Regions from separate parts of the Mus musculus genome. Here region 1 is linked to region 2. A link is a contact called in public Hi-C data. All regions are on one chromosome and are shown on one strand. The core of a region is the stretch at or near the end of the contact, and the rest is flanking DNA. Distances in the headings are between cores, read along the strand shown.

Evidence for each region. A called contact is a pair of places that touch in the nucleus more often than the background predicts.
Region 1: a Hi-C map of regulatory T cells shows a contact between it and region 2, with 5 times the contacts expected there. The contact joins two enhancer-like sites. A contact is called at or near these places in 3 of 39 promoter capture datasets (hippocampal neurons and liver), 5 of 15 datasets of contacts at CTCF or cohesin (embryonic stem cells, hippocampal excitatory neurons, pro-B cells and 1 more), 97 of 484 Hi-C or Micro-C datasets (the AML12 cell line, B cells, the Ba/F3 cell line and 46 more), 13 of 115 datasets of contacts at active chromatin or transcription factors (CD8 T cells, Th17 cells, a beta-TC-6 cell line and 8 more) and 1 of 9 other capture datasets (embryonic stem cells).

The regions. Positions count from the first base shown.
Region 1 is chr16:36,617,986-36,624,443 of GRCm38.p6, reverse strand. It overlaps Cd86 (CD86 antigen), which reads left to right. Exons shown (of 8, transcript NM_019388.3): 3 at 3,405-3,740; 4 at 5,818-6,114. Among named protein-coding and RNA genes, the nearest start is that of Cd86, 45 kb to the left of the region's middle. Within about 2 kb of position 1,928, at least 4 of the 459 cell types and tissues checked have an H3K27ac peak or open chromatin away from gene starts, as enhancers often do. A contact at or near this core is called in regulatory T cells, where this site is marked.
Region 2 is chr16:36,473,587-36,479,924 of GRCm38.p6, reverse strand. No RefSeq gene overlaps it. Among named protein-coding and RNA genes, the nearest start is that of Stfa3, 21 kb to the right of the region's middle. Within about 2 kb of position 2,869, at least 82 of the 459 cell types and tissues checked have an H3K27ac peak or open chromatin away from gene starts, as enhancers often do. A contact at or near this core is called in regulatory T cells, where this site is marked.

The sequences.
Region 1 (6,458 bases), core at 679-3,178, 150 kb before region 2:
TGTGTGTGTGCTGTCCAGTATAATAGCCACTATCCATATGTGACTCATTAAGTTTTAATTAATTAAGATTAAACAAGATGAAAAAAAATTCAATTTCCCTCTCCAGCACTGTAAAAAATGATCCAGTTTCTTGGTCACAGTTACTACTTGTTGAGGATTCACATTGTGCAAAACCAGAGAAGAATTCTCTCCTCTCAAAGTATTCTTTCGGAGGAATAATACTGTGAAATCAAAGACTGGGGTCTAAGAGAGCTAACATCTCAACAAAGTTGAAGAACAGCTATGAAGAAAATGAGAGTAAACACTGGGGGTCAGATCTGAGGTATTAAGCCCTCTGGGACACTGCTCAGGATTGTGCCATGGGAAATGGAGGGTTGCTGAGCAGGTCTGTGGGTGAAGGTCTCTGTGGTAGATAAAGTAAGGAACTTTGACACAAGGTTGTTGGCAGACTTGTTATTGATGAATAAACTGTTACATTATCTTGGTGGTTATGTTGAGTATTGGTTAGAGAGAAGAGCCTTGAATATAATGCCGAAATCCTCCTTGAATGAGGACACAGTGACCAATAGTTAGTACTTCATAACCATGAGATAGGAGACACCTCTGAGTGGAGAGGTGCTCCTCAAAGCCCTTGCTGAGGAAGCCAGGAGTGTCTTGTGGGCCACATGGAGTCCTTTGGGTAGAACTAGATTCCATGGAAAGGACATAGAGGGTAATATTTATTGAAGAGGATCAGCTATAGTGGGATCTAGTACAATGGAACGGGACTTTCAGCGGGCCTAGAAAGGCTTTGGGCGAAGTTTACAGAAAGAACAAGAACCTTGGAGTGTAACAAGCAAAGAAAATGCAGAAGAGATGATGAGTTTGGGGTAACCGACCAGGGAAGACTGATATTCTGGTGAGGTCATAGACTCACAAAGTGGGACACTCCAGGGGTTTCTGTCTGCAGAGGTCCTTCAGTATTCTTGATCACTGGTTCCTGAGTGGGGAGATATGTGGCTGAATTCTTGTGTCCTTGGCTCCTGGCTGCATCATAACAATCAGTCATAGCTAAGTCTAAAGCATTTCTTTAACCCACATGTTAGAAGAGGGAGGATTTCTCAGTGCTTTCCACCAATGGAATTCTAGGGAGTTCACTTGCTTTGAGGCCCCAAGTTCTGGGGACCATAACAGTGGAGGCCTGAAGGCACTGGGAAAGAACAGACCTTGAGTCAAATCTTCCCGATATGGTCACAGCTAAGATATGTCTGCTTGGTTCAGAGTACAATCAAGACAATCAGGGTCTGATGACAAACCAAGCATGTGGAATGTGAAATACTTTCAGTTCCATTCAGAATGGCTACAGAGTAGTTTCTCGCCCCGTGGGGAGGAGAAGGGGACTGGAGAGGTAGAAGTGTATGTGGCTGGTTATCAGCTCTGATCCCCTCAGCTTCCCAAATAGAAGTTCATGGTAAAATGCAGGTTCTGATTCAGATCTTGTGTGGAACCAGAGAGTCTGTGTTTCTGACCAGCCCTCAGGTGAGGCCAAAGGCTTTGGTCTACTTTTTATTGGTAGGTAAAGAGGGAACTGAGGGAAGATGAAGTCCCTGTTACTTTGTGGGAGAGGGGGACTGGGTCAGAGAAGTTGGAGAGGGAGTGAATGGAAAGGAGATTGGGTACTCTGGGTCTCCACAGAAGAAAAAGAGTCTGTGTGTTGAGCGGATGTAAGAATCTCAGAGTGAGTTCACTTCTAGACCCAGGAAGTGCAACTAAAAACTGGGCAATATAAGAACACACCAACCAATAGCTGGCCAGTGCTTTGCTTCAGCTGCCTGCTTGGTTTCTCCATCAGAAATCATTTGCCCAGAATCACAATAAGTTAGAGCCAAACCAGAATATGTCCTGCCCTCCGCACAGTCCACCAGTCCTCACCAAACTTCGAACATTTACAGTAGGTGGCACTCTTGCCTCTCACTTAAGAGATTAGCAGAGGTGGAACAAAAAGCCAAATACAATAAATTTTTCTTAGGTCAATTTTTTGGTATTGTGGGAACTCAGTGATCTCCCTCTTCCCTCTGATGCAGACATGCATGTGTCCTTCACGGATGTCTGGAGTATCCTCTGAGACCCCTTGATTGTAGGTTCTCATGGGGTGTTCTGCTTTGCCAAGTCCATGCCATCGTACCTGCCTATACTATTTCCTGTTTAAAGGGAGGCTAATTGGTCAGGTCAGTTTAACTTCTGACTCACCACCACTGTGAGTGGGACTCCTCATCTCCCTCACCCATCACTGGCCCTCCCTTCCCTCCCTTCCTGAAGTCCCGAAGGACGAGCTGTTTTTATGAAGACTCTCCTCCATTCTTCTCCCCATTGCAGCCTCCAGCTTCATATGAGCCTTTAAAAGGCACACCCACCTCACCTTTCACCTTTCACCTTTCACCTCTCGCCTCTCATCTCCCTCTATTTATTTTCTTTGCTGAGTCTCCAGCAATTCTGTGGCCTAGAAAAAGTCCCATAAGCTGGCTTATGCCAGTGCGTCCTCTCTCTGAACTTTTCCATCATTGCTCCCTTTGGGTTCTAAAAGTTTCCAGGGCACTGCAGCCCAGGAGTAGCCATTGGTTTCTTCAGGGTTTCTGCAGTATGACAAGGCTCATCCTCACCTTCCCACATACAGTTCTCTCCCAGCAGCTTGCTCATCTTCCTTAAATATCCTGACCTCTATCATCTCCCAAGAGCCATTACATTTGCCCAGCTTCCTTTCTGGTCCCTGAAAGATTCTAGAGAGGTCACTGAGAATAGAGACATTGCTTGACACTTGAGTCACTTCAAACCCCCTTTTTCTCTGGCTCTGGGAGTGGAGGCTGTGGGGGCAGGAACTAGTTGAATGTCAAAGAAGTGACTCAGTAGGGCTCCCAAATAATGGAGACTAATAAAAGGTGGTAGCAAGTGAGGAACCATCCATCATCAACAATCTTTAAAAAAACAAAAAACAAAAAACAAAAAAACCCAAAAAAACCAAAAACATAGCAGACCAAAGTATAAAGGGATTGCATGGGGCAGGCAGGGTTTAGGCAGATGGCATAGCAGTTGTGGAGGCCTGTAGCAATTATGATGATGGTAGTCAATGCTCTGGTTTTGAAATTCGCAGAAGCACAGAGAGAATCCTAGAACATTACTACAGACCACTTCCTTAATCTGGTGAGAAAACAGATTCACAAAGTTTGCAGCCTGCACATGTGAACCAAGTGGAGCAAAACGAAAGCCTGAGCTTCAGACGTCCAGCATGGATGCCTGGTTCCAGATCCTAGCACCCACCTCTCCAGTACTATCACTGCCTGACAAGCTGGAAGCTGGGTGCTGTTTCAGAGCAAGGGATCTTCCTCTTCTTGTCTCCTCTTTCCTAATTCTCAGTTTTTCTATTTTAGATGCTGTTTCCGTGGAGACGCAAGCTTATTTCAATGGGACTGCATATCTGCCGTGCCCATTTACAAAGGCTCAAAACATAAGCCTGAGTGAGCTGGTAGTATTTTGGCAGGACCAGCAAAAGTTGGTTCTGTACGAGCACTATTTGGGCACAGAGAAACTTGATAGTGTGAATGCCAAGTACCTGGGCCGCACGAGCTTTGACAGGAACAACTGGACTCTACGACTTCACAATGTTCAGATCAAGGACATGGGCTCGTATGATTGTTTTATACAAAAAAAGCCACCCACAGGATCAATTATCCTCCAACAGACATTAACAGAACTGTCAGTGATCGGTATGTGGTCAGTGCTGTGTTTAGATTGTCGGCTGCTCAGATGAGACCATGACTGAGCAAAGAAACATTGAGGGTGGATATTTGAACAGACTGGAAATGAAGGCAGAAGAGAGTCACTTCTAGAAAGTCCATTTGGAGGGAATGTGGGGTCTGAGAGTGGGGAGCTGAAAGCCCTTTGTACTTTGACAGCTTGTTTCTTGGAGATCAGTGAGAATTTTTTGAGATAAGATAGGGCTAGGTGAACAAAGCAACACAGACAGATTATAACAATGGACAATGTAGCCACTCCTTCTATTTTCTCCTTTTAGTCTAAGATTTTTTTCCACCCGTAGTAATCTGGGTCTCTTGCTTTATCTCTTAGGGTTCTGTCATTCTGAGAATAGCGTATAAATGGAGCTGAACTTTAATCTTTAAGATGAACTTCTTTTATTCAGCAAAATGCCTTTTGTGTTTCATATAAGTTGAGTGTATCAAAAATTTGGAAGTTTTATTTTTTTTAATTGATGAATTCCATTATACTGTCAATCACTGAAAGATACTGGGTTGTTTCCAGTTTGAAGCTGTGACAAACTGAGCTGCTATGCAAGTGTCAGCCTCTGTGTGGATGTATTTGTATTTCTCTAGTGTAGATTCATTCTGAGGCATAATGTTGCTGGACTCGAATGAATTCTTCACGAACTTGGAAAAGGCAGACTGACACCTTTTGAGAAATAATCCTCCTAGAATGAACCATTTCTAAATCCACAGGATAAACCACAGGATAAAACAGGCAAACCCAGACACAGCATGGAGGGTTGCTCTCCTTGAGCGTGACTTGATTCAGTCGTGGCTACAGGGCTTCCATTTAACAAGGTGCTAAGTTTGGGTTCTCAGGGTGTGGCAGGCCCCTTTGGAGAAACAGTGTGTTTTAGGAGGGGGCACAGACCAGCCTTTAAAACAGGTTGTCTATTCATTATAATGTGTATCAGTACTACAACTTAACTCATGACTGCAAAAGAGATTGTTGATGAAGCTGAATGGACTCTAGCAATTCTTACCAAACATCAGCAGAATGTTCAGGGAGCACAATGAGATTGCAAAAACTCAAAAGAGGATGGCATGCAAATGACTTCCATTGTTACATTGTTACATGTTACATTGTTACATGGTACAATCATTTTGCTTATGAGTTCCGCCTTTAGTGGCTGAGCCATCTCTCCAGTTTCGTACTCAATTATCAACTAATATGTAGAATCCACACGTGTCAGGTCCAGGATCTTTGTGCCAGTGTACTTCAGCCCTAAAAACACACAGTGGTAAACAAAGAGGAGAGAGTTTTGAATTTGCCTCCATATGAATCATTTTTTTCAGCAGAGTGGTCTGCAACCTTCCTAATGCTGTGACCCTTTAATATACTTCCTTATGTTGTGGTGACCCCCAACCATACAATTATTTAGTTTCTACTTCATAATGGTAATTTTGCTACTGTTATGAATCATAATGTAAACATCTGATATGCAGAATATCTAATACATGAACACCCCCCACCCCCGCAAAGGGGTCACAACCCATGGGTTGAGAATTACCACTGTTACAGCACATAAAGTTAGACTATGATAGTCATGTCAAAAACCAACAATCTAAGTTTGTAAGCAGAAAGACCTCCCTTATTACTCTTACTTGTAGGTTCTTAAAGATGAGACCCAGAGCATGCAAGGACCATAAACCCTGTGAGTTCTTGATGGAAATTTACCTCATCCCTGAGTGGGAAGGTGAGATGTTTCCCTGTGGGAATGGAGGCCAGATAGTTAGAGTTGAGACCCCAGTTCTTAGAGTAGTGGCTTCACTATAGACCTTGGTAAGATAATTTTAGGTAGCCTATGTCTCAGAGAGCATTCTCTAGAGGAACAAGTAGATGTCTTGAAAGATAACTGTACGTTTATTATGCAGCCCTCACTATGGGCTGAGGCCCACATGGAATATACCTTGAGATGGTCAGGTCTATTCTGATCAGAAAACTGGCTGTCAGTCACTTGTCATTCCTTTGTATCGACATCTACATTTAGGTTGACTGATTCCATCTTTATTCTGCTTCCAGCCAACTTCAGTGAACCTGAAATAAAACTGGCTCAGAATGTAACAGGAAATTCTGGCATAAATTTGACCTGCACGTCTAAGCAAGGTCACCCGAAACCTAAGAAGATGTATTTTCTGATAACTAATTCAACTAATGAGTATGGTGATAACATGCAGATATCACAAGATAATGTCACAGAACTGTTCAGTATCTCCAACAGCCTCTCTCTTTCATTCCCGGATGGTGTGTGGCATATGACCGTTGTGTGTGTTCTGGAAACGGAGTCAATGAAGATTTCCTCCAAACCTCTCAATTTCAGTAAGTCTGCTTCCTAAGTATTTATTTCACAAGGTGCTATAAGCAAATCTTTTATCCAAATTATCCAATGTTTACTGATTGCTGAAAAACCTTCTAGCAGACCACTAGGAAGGAGCCAAATAGAAGGCTATTTTTACATTTTCATGACTCAAGATCCAAGCTATACTTGAAGAAACATGGTCTTAGCCCTGAAACTGACCCAGTCTTTGGAATTATCCTTGGATGGAGGACAATGAGATGCTGTGGATACAAAATAGAGGATATTTCCTAGCAAGAAGCTTTCAACTGACTAAAACACACACACACACATACACACAAATATATATATATGACAATCATATATA
Region 2 (6,338 bases), core at 1,620-4,119:
CTTGATGGGGGATGCCCTAGCCCATTGTGGGTGGTGCCAGGCCTGGACTGCTAGACTTGGATCCTATAAGAAAGCAGGGGAGCAAGCCATGAGAAGCACACCAATAAGCAGCTCCCTCCATGTCCTTTGCATCAGCTCTTGGCTCCAGGTTCCTGCCTTGCTTGAATTTCTGTTCTGATTTCTGTTGCTGGTGAACAGCAATGTAGAAGTGTAATCTGAACAAACCCTTTCCTCCCCAAGTTGCTCAAGGTGTTTTGTTGCAGTAATAGAAACTCTAAGATAACTGTCATGCCTGAGTACTGTATTTGCATGCTTTTCACACCTTCTTTCCCTCCCTACCTCCGTGTGTGTGTGTGTGTGTGTGTGTGTGTGTGTGTGTGTGTGTTTAAAAAGATAACTAATGGACTCACAGAAGCTGTGATTAACTGCATAAGACCTGTACAAAATCAAATAAAGCCAGCCAAGATTCCAGCATGGATAAGGACCTCAAAACCTCATCTGTAACTAAGGAGCAATTGATAGTTGGTGCCTGCTGGGGGAGTGAGAATCCTTTTTCTTAGGGCATGTGGACACTGGTAGATTGCCCATGCTGCAGTGGATGGATCCACATTTCCACACACAGCTGCATCACTTTGTATTCATTATAAAAAACATCTAACAGATTGAAAGGATGGAGTAGGAACTGGAGGTATGAGTCCAGTTGGAGGTGTGCCTTCCCTGGAGGTGTGAGTCCAGTTGGAGGTGTGCCTTCCCTGGAAGTGTGAGTCCAGTTGGAGGTGTGCCCTCCCTGGAGGTGTGAGTCCAGTTGGAGGGGTGCCTTCCTGGAGGTGTGAGTCCAGTTGGAGGGGTGCCTTCCCCGGAGGTGTGAGTCCAGTTGGAGGTGTGCCTTCCCTGAAGGTGTGAGTCCAGTTGGAGGGGTACCTTCCTGGAAGTGTGAGTCCAGTTGGAGGGGTGCCTTCCTGGAGGTGTGAATCCAGTTGGAGGTGTGCCTTCCCTGGAAGTGTGAGTCCAGTTGGAGGGGTGCCTTCCCCGGAGGTGTGAGTCCAGTTGGAGGTGTGCCTTCCCTGGAAGTGTGAGTCCAGTTGGAGGGGTACCTTCCTGGAAGTGTGAGTCCAGTTGGAGGGGTGCCTTCCCTGGAGGTGTGAATCCAGTTGGAGGTGTGCCTTCCCTGGAAGTGTGAGTCCAGTTGGAGGTGTGCCCTCCCTGGAGGTGTGAATCCAGTTGGAGGTGTGCTTTCCCTGGAGGTGTGAGTTCAGTTAGAGGTGTGCCTTCCCTGGAAGTGTGAGTCCAGTTGGAGGGGTGCCTTCCCCGGAGGTGTGAGTCCAGTTGGAGGTGTGCCTTCCCTGGAAGTGTGAGTCCAGTTGGAGGTGTGCCTTCCCTGGAGGTGTGAGTCCAGTTGGAGGTGTGCCTTCCCTGGAAGTGTGAGTCCAGTTGGAGGTGTGCCCTCCCTGGAGGTGTGAATCCAGTTGGAGGTGTGCTTTCCCTGGAGGTGTGAGTTCAGTTAGAGGTGTGCCTTCCCTGGAGGTGTGAGTCCAGTGGGAAACATGCCCTCTTACCTTGTGCAAGAGCTCAGGTTGAACTCTGGGACAGCAAAAGAGGAAGGAAAAACAAAAGCTCTATCATGAACCTTTGAAACAAGAAGACATGAGGTGTTTACATCGAACCTACATTGCAAACAGGATATGTCACAGGGGAAGCTTTGGGATAAATGGCAGCCCAGAGGACAATAATCCCCGCACTAAGAGGGCTGAAAGGGGATGATGTAAGTTCGAGACCAGTAGGGGCTACAGGGTAAAGCCCTGTCTCAAAAAAATGGACTGGAAAGATAGCTGCTCTTCCCGAAGACCCTCGTTCAGTTCCCAGCATTCACACGGTGGCTCAAAACCATCTGTAACTCCACTTCCAGAGGACCTGACTGCCTCTTCCAGCCTCTATGCCCCCCCCCCCCACATGATTCACAGGCATACATGCAGGCAAATACTCACACACATGAAATAAACATAAATATATTTTAAAATCCACTGTCTTTAGGTGAACAGATTACTGCTGTCCTTCAGATGTCTCCCCCTGGATGTCCAAATTTAAAGTTACCATATGATCCTTGCAATGCCTCTTTCACTAAGCCTTGGATAGAGCTCAGCTCTTCCCACCCTTTGCTGAATTCCAGTATAAAACAAGCACCTGAGAGTACCGTGTGCTAAAGAATCTCACCCTTCCTAACGCTGTGACCCTTTGATACAGTCTGTCATGCTGTGCTGACTCCCAATCACAACATTATTTTCATTGCTACGTCATAACTGCAGTTTTGCCCCTGTTGTAAATTGTAATGTAACTAAATTCCTGTGTTTTCTGATGAGCTGAGGCGACAGGTCAGTGGACCCCCAAAGGTTGAGAGAACCGCCGTGTTAAAGTCCTAGTAAGGAGCTCCTAATTACTGAGTGGCCTGCAAAATGGCTCCCAATAGTGTCCATGTCCTGGCCCGCAAAGCCTGTTATGTTAATGGCCAGTAATGAGGTTGCATGTGGAATTTAGGTTGTTAATCAGACAACCCTGAGATCAGAAGTGTGTCCTAGGTTCTTTGGGTGGGCCCAATGTTATCTCCAGAGTCCTTTCACGTAAAAGAGGGAGGCAGGGAAGCCAAAGCCAGAATTAGAGAGACTTTGAAGGTGAAAGTGGCCATAGAGCAAGGAAAGCGGAAGCCAGGAACGAGGCTGGTTTGCCGGCCTCCAGTCTGCCGGCACTATGATGTAATCAAGCAGATCTCCAGATACGTGAAATGATGCTTCCGGGTCATGTGAGGTCTGGGTCTCAGGGTCTGTGGTAACACACTACAGCAACAACAGGAAACCATGACACTTACCCTTTCAGGGTCTTGGCTTCCTACTGTGTGGGAGGAGGTTCCCCGATCTGACAGTGTATGGTCACAAGTCTTCCTGAGCCATGAAAGATTTGTTCAAACCAAAAGACTGTGGGTTCAAACCACGGCCACTTCTGAAAAACCTCACATGCTGCTGGGAACTGGCAGTCACGAAACTAAACACTGCAAAGGTAAATCAGATAAATCCAAGATGCCAACACAGTTTAAAGGGCCACTGGCAGGCCTCCTTTAGAAGAGATACACACCTACAGAGACATACAATCACCTACCCTCTGAGTGCCAGAGTTAGAGGAATGGACCACATGCTCGTGTGTGTGTGTGTGTGTGTGTGTGTGTGTGTGTGTGTGTGTGTGTGTGTGTGTGTTTAATTCCTAGTCCCCACATCTACATCTTTAAGTGCAGGGAATTTGATGCCCTTTTCTGACCTCCTCAGGCCACCACACATATGCGGTACGCATCATGCACTCAGGTGCACACACACACACACACACACACACACACATTAAATATTTTTTAAAGATTACATATTAAGGCTATGACTATTTTAGAGTGGTAGCACACTTGACTATCAAGTGTTATGCCTTGGCTTAATCTCCAGCATTGTCAATTTTCTTTTTTAAAAATAAATAAAATAAAAGGTATTTCTAGGTGACATGAATCTAAAGGGACTCAGTGTCACCAAATGTGGCTTGTTGTACTAGAAATGCAAATGCAGTCTTAAAAGGGTTTTTTTTTTGAGATTTTATATATTTTATTTTAATTTATGTATAGGGTTTTTTGCCTGTATGTGTGTCTGTGCACTGTGTGTGTATATAGTGCCCTCAGAGACTATAAGAAGGTTATAGATAGCATGTTAGAGAATTAGAGAGTTGTGAGCCGCTATGAGGGTGCTGGGAATTGAACCTGTGTCCTCTGAAAGAGCAGCCAGTGCGCTTAATGGCTGAGCCAACACTCCAGCCCATAAACAGAGTTTTATAAGAAGTTTAGGAAGTGTCGTGAATTCTCTCATGGTTTCAGAAAACTGATTGTGTGGAAGAATGGCTTTGTCCTTAAGAAATGCATGATGAACAGTTTCAGAAAGAGCTGAATAAATACTAAAATATATATCACAGAAATTAATAATTGTTTGATCTACACGGTGGTTCAGTGGTCTTTGTTGCATAGTCTGCCTGGGTGTTTGGAAATTCTACAATAAAAACTAGAGAGAAGGGAATGGAGGAGTGGCTCAGAGGTTAGGAGGTCAGAGGTTAGGAGGTCAGAGGTTAGGAGGTCAGAGGTTAGGAGGTCAGAGGTTAGGAGGTCTATGACTCTTACAGAGGACCAGGGTTTAGTTCCCATCACAAGTGTCTGGCAGGTTACAATCACCGTAACTCAAGCTCCAGGGCAGCTGACACCCTCTTCTGGCCTTCTCAGACACCCATGTGCACACACGCACACAAATGAAAATAAAATAAATCTTAAGAAAAAAAAACTGTGGAATATGAAACATATAAAATAGACTTATATGAAAACTTAAAAAGTTAAATTTTTAAAAAGCTAAGGGAATTTGTTTCTAAAACTATTCATAGGTACTTATTAAACTCTTATTCCAAATTTTACATTTTAGTTTTAAATTCCTTCTACAGAGTTTTCTTTCTAAAATTAATTGCATCCCCAACAGAGTAAAAAATTAGTAAATAAAATTAATAGTATTGTTGGTGACATAGTTCAGTGGTAGAGAGCCTGCCTAGTACATCTAAGTTCTAACACCAGTCCTTCCCCCACCAGAAGAAGAAGAAGAAGAAGAAGAAGAAGAAGAAGAAGAAGAAGAAGAAGAAGAAGAAGAAGAAGAAGAAGAAGAGGAGGAGGAGGAAGAAGAGGAAGAATAAGAAGAACAAGAGAGAAAGAGAGAAAGAAAAAAATTAATTGCAGTAGTTCAGATTTTGGCAAATGTAAACTAGCTTTAGTGCATTTCCAGTTAGAAAACTCACAGCATAGGATGACGTCACTCTCTGAACCAAGGGAAACGGTTTCCCTCTAGATGAAGCCCAGTTTGGTAGAGGGGGGATTTTTGCTCTCAGCAACCCATAGATTTCATTTCTTGATTTTGCCAACAAAACAGATAGAAATGAAACTCTAAAAATAAAAAATGGAAACTTATGGACAAGTGATAAAGGCAATCAGGACCACTATTACCTATATGTCAACATCCCATACACCACAGGAGACAGACAGCACAAGAAGTTAGTCATCAACTCTAAAGGCCCAGAGCTAAGCCACCTCCTTCTTACTAACATATCTATAAGAAGCTATAACAGGGAATAAAGGATAAACATTCTAATTAGTCTAAGATTAAGAATTGGTTAAAAAATATAAGACACATAGACACAAGTTTCTTTCTAAGCTTTTTAAAATATCTGATTTCTATTTGTATTAAAACAACAGCCAGATGTGGTGGCACACTGGGCTGGAGAGTTGGCTCAGCTTTTAAGGACGTGCAAACACCCCAGTGCAAACACCTCATCTGGAACTCCAGTTCCAGGAACTCCGACACCCTCCTCCCATCTCTGCAGAGCTGAGTGCATATGTAGCGTGCATATATATATATGCACGTATAGGCAAAACACATATACACATAAGATAATAAAGTAAATATATCTAAAAAAAAAGTTTGAGTTTCTGTGCCTGGGTTCAAATAATAATTAATAGTTTAATGTTTAAAATGTTCAATCAGTGTTTTAAGTTAAAATACAGTTAAAATCTGCACTGTCACCCCCTGGCGATGGGCAAAAAGACACCTTTGGTTATGTTCTTCTATCAGTCAGGGGCAGAGCTGATGGCAGTCCTTTGTTCATCCTAGCTTGATGCCCGGTTTGGTGGGCAAAGCTGTCTTATGCCTAGGACTCATAAAATCCAATCTAATCCAATCCAACCCAGGCAGCCCAGCGTAGGAGGAGAAAGACAGACAGAAACCTGTGGTCCTCCATGCCACCCATGGACCCGCCCTGCCGCGCTCAGCAAAGGAGGGCCATGGACGCCACTTGCTGCCCCACAGCGGGAACCATCACACTGTGCCAGCATGTGGTGGTCAGACAAGAGAGAGAGAAGTGGAGCAGCTTGGGCTATGAAGGGAGATGGAACTGGACACTCGAGGATGGAGAGGAGTAGCCTGTTGTGATTGGCCAGCCCTGTCACCTGAGACCACAGTGAGGTCCCAGCTCGAGCTGCCTCTGAGGGTCATGTCTGAGTCCATGGCTATATAGCAGCAGGGGTCGGGGTGTCTGTGTCTGTGTCTCATATTAACAACTAGAGAACGTGGGGGCTGTTCCTGGTAGGGGCAGCTGCCAGGGAACACATGGATGTCTAGAGGCTGTGCAAAACTCCCACCCCAACCCGCACCCACCACTGGATGTGACACTCTGGGGAACTTGCCCCATCTTTCACCGGTGGCAGCACTCAGGAGAACAGATCCTGTGTGTTA